Regions from separate parts of the Hordeum vulgare genome. Here region 1 is linked to region 2. Evidence: chromatin contacts called from public Hi-C data. All regions are on one chromosome and are shown on one strand. Each heading gives the region's core, a stretch centred on a gene start, on an enhancer-like site or on the middle of the called end of the contact. The rest is flanking DNA. Distances are from core to core; before and after follow the strand shown.

Evidence for each region. A called contact is a pair of places that touch in the nucleus more often than the background predicts.
Region 1: a Hi-C map of leaf shows a contact between it and region 2, with 6 times the contacts expected there. The contact joins the promoter of LOC123401652 here to the promoter of LOC123402444 in region 2. A contact is called at or near these places in 4 of 6 Hi-C or Micro-C datasets (leaf and seedling) and 1 of 1 datasets of contacts at active chromatin or transcription factors (embryo).

Annotation. Positions count from the first base shown.
Region 1 is chr6H:477,898,197-477,902,677 of MorexV3_pseudomolecules_assembly, reverse strand. It overlaps LOC123401652 (E3 ubiquitin-protein ligase makorin-like), which reads left to right and starts at 2,543. Exons shown (of 6, transcript XM_045095494.1): 1 at 2,543-2,767; 2 at 3,841-3,928; 3 at 4,040-4,481. The coding sequence starts at 2,757.
Region 2 is chr6H:477,724,238-477,729,017 of MorexV3_pseudomolecules_assembly, reverse strand. It overlaps LOC123402444 (arabinogalactan protein 23-like), which reads left to right and starts at 1,604. Exons shown (of 1, transcript XM_045096368.1): 1 at 1,604-2,311. The coding sequence starts at 1,648. The coding sequence ends at 1,989.

The DNA.
Region 1 (4,481 bases), core at 1,294-3,793, 170 kb before region 2:
GTTATTCATGTCAATCCCCACTACACAGGCAGTTTGGTCTGAATGCAAGAACTAAAAAGGCCAAATTCTAAACCCAGCCAGGATAGTAAAAGTAACAAGAATAATATAGCACTGTTCACCAAACAAATCGTGGGAAAGCATGCTCAGGGTCGAGCCGCCTCCTCTAATGCCCTGCTTAGGCACAGAAGAAGATAAGAACTAACGTTACACCAAACTAAATTGTGAAGTACAGATGAGGCGGAAAACCAATCCGTCAACATGTTTAATGCCGCTCTAGGTGGTTGTTTCTGACCATGTCTAACACTATCTCAATTAGCTACGAACAGAGTGTCAACACTTTTAAAGTTCAGAAGTGAAATATCTAGTAAGTTAATAAATTATTTGAAGTTTTACATATGATCCACATCAACAGGACACTTTGAACTTCTAACCACAGCTCATCATATCCACTAACTTTTACTGCACTTTTGGGCAACCTGGTTGTATATGTGGTACAGGCATGCTATGTGACCATTGAACTAAAAAAACCAAGTCATGTTAGAAATTTATTCCACCAAGCACAAAAATTATATGATGAATTGGACACCAAACATTTATGCGAGTTCAGAACAAACTGAGGTATTGTGACATTACTTGTTTAGTATGACCAATGTTGCTTGTGCTCACCATGACTCGGTGGTTAGCACGCCAGATGGCTCCCCGTCGATGGCCCTCACCTTCGCATATATCTACAACCAATCAACATGGTGGGTAGATGTTAGTGGTAACAACCGAACTAACGGTCATATCGCTGCATCTAGCAGACTGGTCAGTTTCCTTGATGGGATTGTAGAGGTCACCGAGCCAAAAACATGTGAAATAAGATTGATAAAATTCAGACCAGCGACCAAAATATCTTTAGTTCCTGGCTTTAGGACTTTATAATCACCACATAATTTTGTGAGCCCTTCAACCTAGCTACATGAACACGAATGTAAATAAAGTTACCTCAATACTTTGATGCTAGATTGAAGAAAGCTTACAAAAGCTCTCAGCAGAAAAAATGTGATACTAAAGAATATGTCATTGGCAATGGATCAATGTATTTGTATACACTTATCAATGGCTGGTGCAACTCTTCACACCTAAGGAACATGTGGTGCTCCGTGTTGCAGGAATGGAAATTGGTGCAGAATGCATGAAACACAAAATCATACAGGAAGATGGGTATGAAGACCACCTAGTTGACCATTGTGTTGTTGAAGACCTGGAGGTGCCTCTTGAGAATGACCTGCTCATCTCTCCTGTCGTATGAAGAGGAGGAGGTCAGGGAGGCGTGGTACAACAAGCACGGAAGCCATCGATGATGAGAGGAGCCTCGGTGTGGTGAACGGGTTAGTGTCGTCGACGAGGACGGCAGCGTCCAGGAAGTCGCGACCATGGTTCATCTGCAAACAAAAGGCGCTCTGAATCATCTCCACAACTCGAGTGATTTCAAGAAAGGGAGGCGACCAAAATCCAGTTTCAATCTCCGGCTAACACGAGGCAGGAATCCGGCCTCAGCCAAGCAACACAAACAGCAGGCCAAGATTTGGAAAAGCAAGAAAATACCAATCTTGCGCCCGAGTGTAGCACGGGGGGATTTGAAAAAAAGAGAGGGGGAAATAGATGGATTTGTGTAGCAGGAGGCGACTCGGTCGAGGGGCTCGAGCCCCGGATAGAACAGGAGTGGTGCAGCGGCGGCCGTACCTTGCCCCCGTGTCCTGCGCCTCGCCGTTGTACCAGGCCGAGGGCAGAGGCGGTCGGTGTCCCGCGCCTCGTCGTTGTCCTGCTTTTGTTTGGTGCCCTTGTCCTGGATCTCGGGCGACCGATGCCACGGCGCTGCGCTGACCGCCGGATGCGGGTGGGTGGCAACCGGTGCGGCGGCGCTGAGCGGCGGATGCAGCAACGCTGAGAGGCGGTTGCGGGGCCGAGCGGGTGGCGACCTGCGGGGGTGAGCGAGTGGGGAGGCGGGGCCGAGAATCCCGTGATGGTGGTGGCTGGATGGTCCCGTGATTACAAGGAACGTTGCTCGGCATTTTCTCCTCTCTTTTTTTTCTTGCGTGATTGGAAGTTTCGTTGGTGGGGTATGTTCAGTCAATTGTAATTGCTAAGTACACCCAGCAGACGGTGGATTAGCGAGGACTGTTAGATTAAGATCTGTGGGATTAATCGTGAGGTGTTGATTGGTTTTTTTGTGTGGAGGTAATAGTTGCGTGTATCTAGAAAAGTTTTCATTTGATCTTTTATTAGTTGTATAGATAATATAATCACGCTTCCTTATCGCAGGCGGCCCACGACGTCACGTTCGCCGCTGCCTCCAGGAAAAAAAGCGGTTGCCCACGCAATCCGGCGGGAGCGTAGCGCCACGCCCTCCTCGCTTCCCCGCGTCCTTGCTCTGACCGTCCTGCCCCCAACCGTCGCCCCCCTTCCCCGCCACGCTCCAGGGGCAGAACCGTCACCGCGCGCCCCGCCCGTCCCTCTCCCCCTCCCGTTTATAGGAAAAGAAAAAAAAACACCCCCCCGCTGGGCCGCAGCGGCACCACCACCCAAAGCAAAGCGGAGCTGGGGAAGCGCGAAGGGGACGCAAGGGAGGGAAGCGAAGCGCGGCGCGGCAGCGGACAAACCCTAGGCGTACGTACGGCGGGCGCCACACCCCTCCGGCGGGCAGGCTCCGCACACCTCGGTCGCGGGGCTCCGGTTCGGTTCCGTCGGGTCTCTGACCCGGCCAGGCGGCCATGTCAAACAGGTAACTGTGATTTCCCCGCTTCCCTTGCTCCGTTGCTCGCTCCGGAGCCTCGGGCCGATTCGAGCTGGTTTAGGCGGCGTCGTTGAGTTTGGAGGTCGAATCGGTGTTCATGACGAGCGTGGCGATTTTGGGTTGGATTTAGCTTGCACTGTGCTACCTTCGTGGTGCGGCCAGGAGGAGGCCATGATTTGAGTGAGGTTGCTGCTTTTTTTTGTGTGTGTGCGTGCGCGTGTGATTTGAGGTAATCGAGCTGGCGCTGGCGTGACAGAGCATGCAATTTCAGATTTCGGTAAGTCTCTGGCCACCGATGCAGCCGATTTTGCTCCGAGGGGTCATCGCTAATCTCGTATGCTTGTGGTCGTGGTGGTGGTATACTGTGAATCACCATGTGTTGGTTGGTTTTTCTATTTGCCGGTCAGGTGCTGGTACAAATGCAATGGTACCACGCCTACAATTTAACACCTGGTTGCAATTTAGTTGGCGAAAACGAAGGGGATGGTGACTTCTGTAGAAATAGGACAGTGGTCACGGTACGTACAGTCTCCTACTTGTGCCTCGGCACTGACAGAAGGGAATGATGGTGTTGGCAATCAATGCCTGAATTCCTTTTAAATACTCCCTCCGTCCGGAATTACTTGTCCTTAAAATGAAAAGGAATGGATGTATCTAAATGTAAAATACGTCTAGATACATTTATTTCTATGACAAGTAATTTCGGACGGAGGGAGTAGGTGAGAGCAAAATTATGAGGTAACAATGATGTACGTAGTAGCGAAAAGGATAGACGCACAAATAGCAAGTCCTGAATACATGAGACCATGAGGTACTATGCTTGTCTGAATGGTGATCTGCGAGCAACTGATCACCATGATTCCTGGTATAGTGATATGCTCTTATCTGATCTATTGAGGAGGATTGCGTGTCAGCACTGTGTGGCTTACGAAGTCTAGTTTTCAACTAGCATTTTCCCAGCTCCCTTTCTCAGTTGTTGAATTTTTTTCTACTTTGATGAGAATCTTTTAATATCGGTGGAATCACTTACAGGTTTGTTTGTTGCTTTGTATATCCATCAGGTCCATTTGTAAGTTCTTTGTGAATGGTGCTTGCTTTAAAGGAGACTACTGCCAATTCTCCCATGACTGGAATGATCAACCAAATGATGTAACATATTAACTTACATATTAGTAATCTTCTGGTTAATTTACCTTCATAGCCTTAGCCTGACTTACAATAACAGTCTAATGCTCATCACTGTGATGCTTATTCACGCAGGTTTGCACATTTTACCAGAACGGTGTGTGCTCTTATGGTAGCCGTTGCAGATATGAACATGTTGATGTTTCTTCTGAATACACCCCAGCATCAACTACTGCAGCACTTGCACCATCCAACTCTTATCGGTCTTGGTGTCCTTTTTACGAGGGGGAAATAGATGTGAGCAACCAGACACACAAAAGTTTATCGGCATGCTCCGTGCGTCAATCTACTTGGAGATTTGATGATGAAGATAGCATTCCAGAGGATGGGAACAGCTTGTTATCAGCACTAAATGCACAAAACCAAGCGCGCCACCCACTTGCTCATCTGCCCATATGCTCGTTTGCTGCAGCTGGAACTTGTCCTTATGGGGAAGAGTGCCCTCAGACGCATGGGGATCTATGCACAACCTGTGGAAAACAGTGCTTGCATCCGTACCGTCCCAGCGAAGGTGGGG
Region 2 (4,780 bases), core at 355-2,854:
TACCACGGGGCGTGTGGTGGCAGTTGGGTCGCCAGATTTTTTTCAGGGCACCGGACATGGAGGAGGGAGGGGAGAGGGGGCACGAGAGGGTTTTGGAAAAGGAAAAGTATTGCTTTCCACTGACTGATTTCTCACCAAATCAGTCGAGTGTTGCACCCTCCACGCGTCCCGTCGGACCCACCTAGCGCTAGCACAACCTTATCCCCTCAATAGCCGCTCATCTTTTCTTTCGTCTCCTCCATCGCCTACCTCTATCGTTGCTTTCATCCCCATCCCTCTTCCTCTCGGCTCCCTCTCTATGCCGGCAGCCACTGGAGCTCTGTCCATCATACCTCCCGAACATACGCTCCCTCACTCTCGTATCCCCCAATTCCCCCATCGATGATGCAACATCAGGACACCACTGGTCACCAACGATGCAATGGGATGAAGCACGGCTGCTTCCCATTCCCGGCCACCGGCGTTGCAAATCCGATGTTGCGTCATAGCATAAGTCGTCACCATGCTACAAGGCGGGCTCAGGGCTGTGAGCCGAGGACGCGGGCTGCTGCGTCAGTGTGCGGCGCAGCTACAGTTCAACGAGTACGACGACAGTGACGGCGGAGTTGTAGCATGGGTCGTTGGTGGAGGAGTTGCAGTGCAACGACCATTGGTGATGCGCGTCGGTGGTGGGGACGCGACGCAACAGCCATGGTGCGGCATGACGTCGGTGGAGCTACAATGCAATACGTCGATGAGCGACGGAGGTGCAGTGCAACGGGGGCGTGATGATGTGTGCCGGCGGAGGAGATGCAACGCAACACGTCGATGTTGCTATGGAGCGTCTCTGGACTGTCGGTATTCCTATGGAGCCTCATCAGACCGCTCATGTTGTATTGAAACATCGTCGGAGGCCCCTCGTGCTGTGATGAAACATCGTCTGGTTGCCGATGTTGTATTAGAGCATCACTGGGAACTTGGGATGTAGCGCGGTGCTACAAAGAAGCTTCGCCGGGTCGCGAGCAGAGGTGCCACATCGACGGTGTTGTGTTAATTTGCACCATTGACGGTTTTCAGAGAAGCGTAGTGTCTAATAATCCAAATTATGGAAGGAGTGATCAACTGCTCCAATCATTCATGGACAAACAAATTGTATGGCTGTTTAGATGGTTGATTTTTCGCAAAGATCAACCGGTTGAGTCGTAGTAGCCCCTTTTAAAAAAGTGGAGGTGTTGTGTCTCTGATGGATAGGCCAAGGAAGTACAAGGGCGCGTGACCCGTCCATCCGTGTGTTGTACGTTTCGACGCAAACGTGATTCAAATATAGGTCTGAAATACATAACGGCGTACAAAAAATCAAACGTTTGTTCGTTTGCTTCCGCACGTTAGACCGTGTTTTCTATCTGTTTACCTTCAAACGGATGGACCATTTGGTTACTCGTCTAAGTTTTTGTTTTCTCAAACCAGAACGCGCAAACGCGCGTGCTTACTGCTTACCAAGCCAGAAGGACGACGCGTTCAAATTAATAAGATGAAAACGAACCAGGCGGGCGACGCGTTCCCTCCGGGCGAGAGATTAGCGCCCGGCCCCCCGCCTCGCCCTCGCATGCACGTGAACGCACGTAGACGCCTCCACATGGCGGCCACTCCCCGAGATTAGCCCTATAAATGGCGGCCCCCGCCCTCCCGTCCTTTCTCAGGCAAAGCAACAAGGACAACCCACAGAGCATCAGCCAGAGCACTTCTTCCTCCCCTCCGTTCTTCTCCGGCTCCGGTGCTCTCGTACGCGCGTTCGTCCGAGACCACCACCTCGACCAAGAAGAGATGGAGATGAAGAAGATCGCCTGCGCCGTCCTTGTCGCCGCCTCTGCCACCGTGGCCCTCGCCGCCGACGCCCCGGCCCCGGCCCCCGGCGCCGCTGCCGCTGGCTCCGCCGCCGCCGCCGTCCCGGCCGTCGGTGCCGTGCTCGGGGCCACCGTGCTCTCCTTCTTCGCCTACTACCTGCAGTAAGCGCGCCTCGAGTCAATTCGCTGCGAGGAGGAGGAAGGCAAGAAGAAGAAGATCACTAATTCACTATGTATGGCTCCACGCTACGCTGATCCAAGGCATGCGCGTGCGTTTTGAACGATGCATGCGTGCGTTTTTGGTTTATATATCTTGATTTTATTTTGTTTCTCCTCCTTTTGGCCAATCCATTTGCACCGGTCTGATTAATCTGGTGCTTTATTATTATTATTATTCTGTTCTTCCCTTTGAGAGAGGGGTCGATGGACATTGTATTATTGTTTGCCATTTGTTTGGCCTAATTAAATTTAAAGATTGGATTCAATCACACCGTGAATTTGTTCGAGCCTAATAATTTCTACAAGTCTTGATTTCAAGGAAGTTCTTCTTGTCCGAGTGCTTTGCGTGTGTGTATGATAGAGTTGTGAAATCTGTGAAACCATGCATTTTTCATCAGAACGGTTAAATTGTACCTGGCTTTTGTATTATATGTGCAGCTCCGAGGTCTGCCATGTTGGATAATTCAGCATTCCGAGTAACCCTCCGTTTCTTTTTACGCCTCATATTAGGTTCTGTAAGCATTGATCAAAGTTATGTTAAAAATTATCAACATCAACATTGCCAAATAAATATACTACACAAAACATTTCATGATTAACCTAGTGATATTGATTTAGTATTGTGAATGACTGTCTTCTTTTCTATAAACTGGTCATACTAAAAAATGTTTGACTTATAACAAACATAATGTGCAAAGTAAATAGAAAGGGAGGACACCCAGGTCAAAAATCATGCGAGGAACATGCGGGCCACCAAGTTTCTCAACCGAACAAATTACATGTCCTTTAGGTTCGTGGGTTCTTTTACGAATGTTTTTTCATCAGTGATAGTGATATCGCCGTGGACTTCTCAAAGGGATTTAAGGTCTACTACTTTGAAAGCACACAGAAGGGAAAAAATGGAGAAATAAATTATTGAGTAAAATTGGGGTTCACTGAGTAAAAACATCTATTCGATGCTTCACACGAGAGAAACTGCAGATAAATTTCTGGAGGAAAAAGTGTCTCCAAGAGTCACCTCGGGACTCATTCACAAAACTCTGTAATACAGGCTTGAGCATATGTTTCTTCCGTACGAAAATGCTAGAAAGATTAGCTTCGGATTGGCTGGTATATTTAGAGCAATTCTTTTCCCCTTTTTCGAATGGGCCATTGGCATGAGATTTTTTGCTTAAAATCCTCTGGAATGTGGAGGAAAGACAAGTTTCTCTTTGGAATTCCTTGCCCCGTTCCTAGCTTCAAAGTCCTCCAAATGAGGCGAGGGAATGAAAAACTGCACTTCTGATTCTCCAACTAAGCAAACATTGTGAACTGTCTATTCACACAGCATACGATTCGTAAAAACATCATGCCAGTATAAAAGACAAGTGGCGCACACCAATTCTTTTTTATTAAAAGGCGAAGGAATAGTTCGGTTCTTTTATTCCTCAAAAATAAAAAATAAAACAAGAAGATGAGATGCTGTGAGAATTCAACCACATTATAAAAGATGAGAGATACTATCTGAAGCCCAAGACAAGAAGAAGTATCAGGATACATGGCTCCAGAGTCCAGGCTATCTCTACTCTGGCAGATGGGATACTGTCCCGGGCCAAAGACAAGGAGAAACGTATGCCCAGATCATCTCCACTGGTGCCTCCGACATGCTAACCCTAACCCTAATATAATACAGTAATAGTGCTTATTTGTGTGCCACCATGTGACTGGGGAAGAATTCTCTATGTAACTCACTTCAGAGAACAGCGGACTCCGGAAGGCTACAACTCAGTATGTAACACCAACAAGATTCAGAAATAAGTACACATGCTAGCTGGCACCTTGCAGGTTTACCATGCTGTCATTACCAGCTGGAATATAATCGGAACCACTAATAACCAACACACTATGTAAACAGATGATTAACCTGGATGTGGGATCTAGCTAGGATTAATGGACCAGGCTCATCTACATCTTGAGCAAATATAGCAGATCAGAGCAAGGCTCAGCAAAGGCACACAATTCATGGATACGAGAATCATCTTACTGCAATTTGCATAAGGTAAAATGCACTCAGCCAAATATTATTTAAGCAGTGTCCAAGGCATGCCTTACAAGGTCAAGAATATGATAAGGTAACATGAAAAAAAATTGGTAAGCAGTAAGATAAGGATTTCCCCATCCCAATGCAAGAAGAAGAAAATGGTACTGCTTCTATATGCCTGATCCTAAGCTCAACCGGGATAGCAACAAAACTAGCACCGAAGGGTTGCGCAGGTTGCTGATACCCTGGGGTTCTAGTTCAGTGGTTTCCCGAAGCACCCTGACAGAATGAAAGATTAAACAAATTCAAAAACTATGTGGGCTAAGAAGCTGAAGATGAGCAATGTGCAGCCTCCGTTTATTTCTAATGCCTATTTATAATGATGATGATGCTTGTCTACCTGCTAAGAGAAGAACTAATTTGGCAATGCCTTCTTGGAATCTGTCAGTGGCAATAATGCCCAGAACATGTTATTACATGATTACAACAACATTGCAGCCCAGAGCATAAATAACAGGGGATGCCTGATGTGTCTTGTGTACAACACATTGCCATTTGGACCTATACTACACTGCAACTTAATAGAGGGCAACATGGTGTATACACAGACTTTCATGAAAGACCAGGTATCTCCATCGCTTCATCAGCTTTATTATCCCAAAGGTATTATTTATAATGGCTTGTTATACATTAACCAGTTTTTTTCTATTTCTTTAGA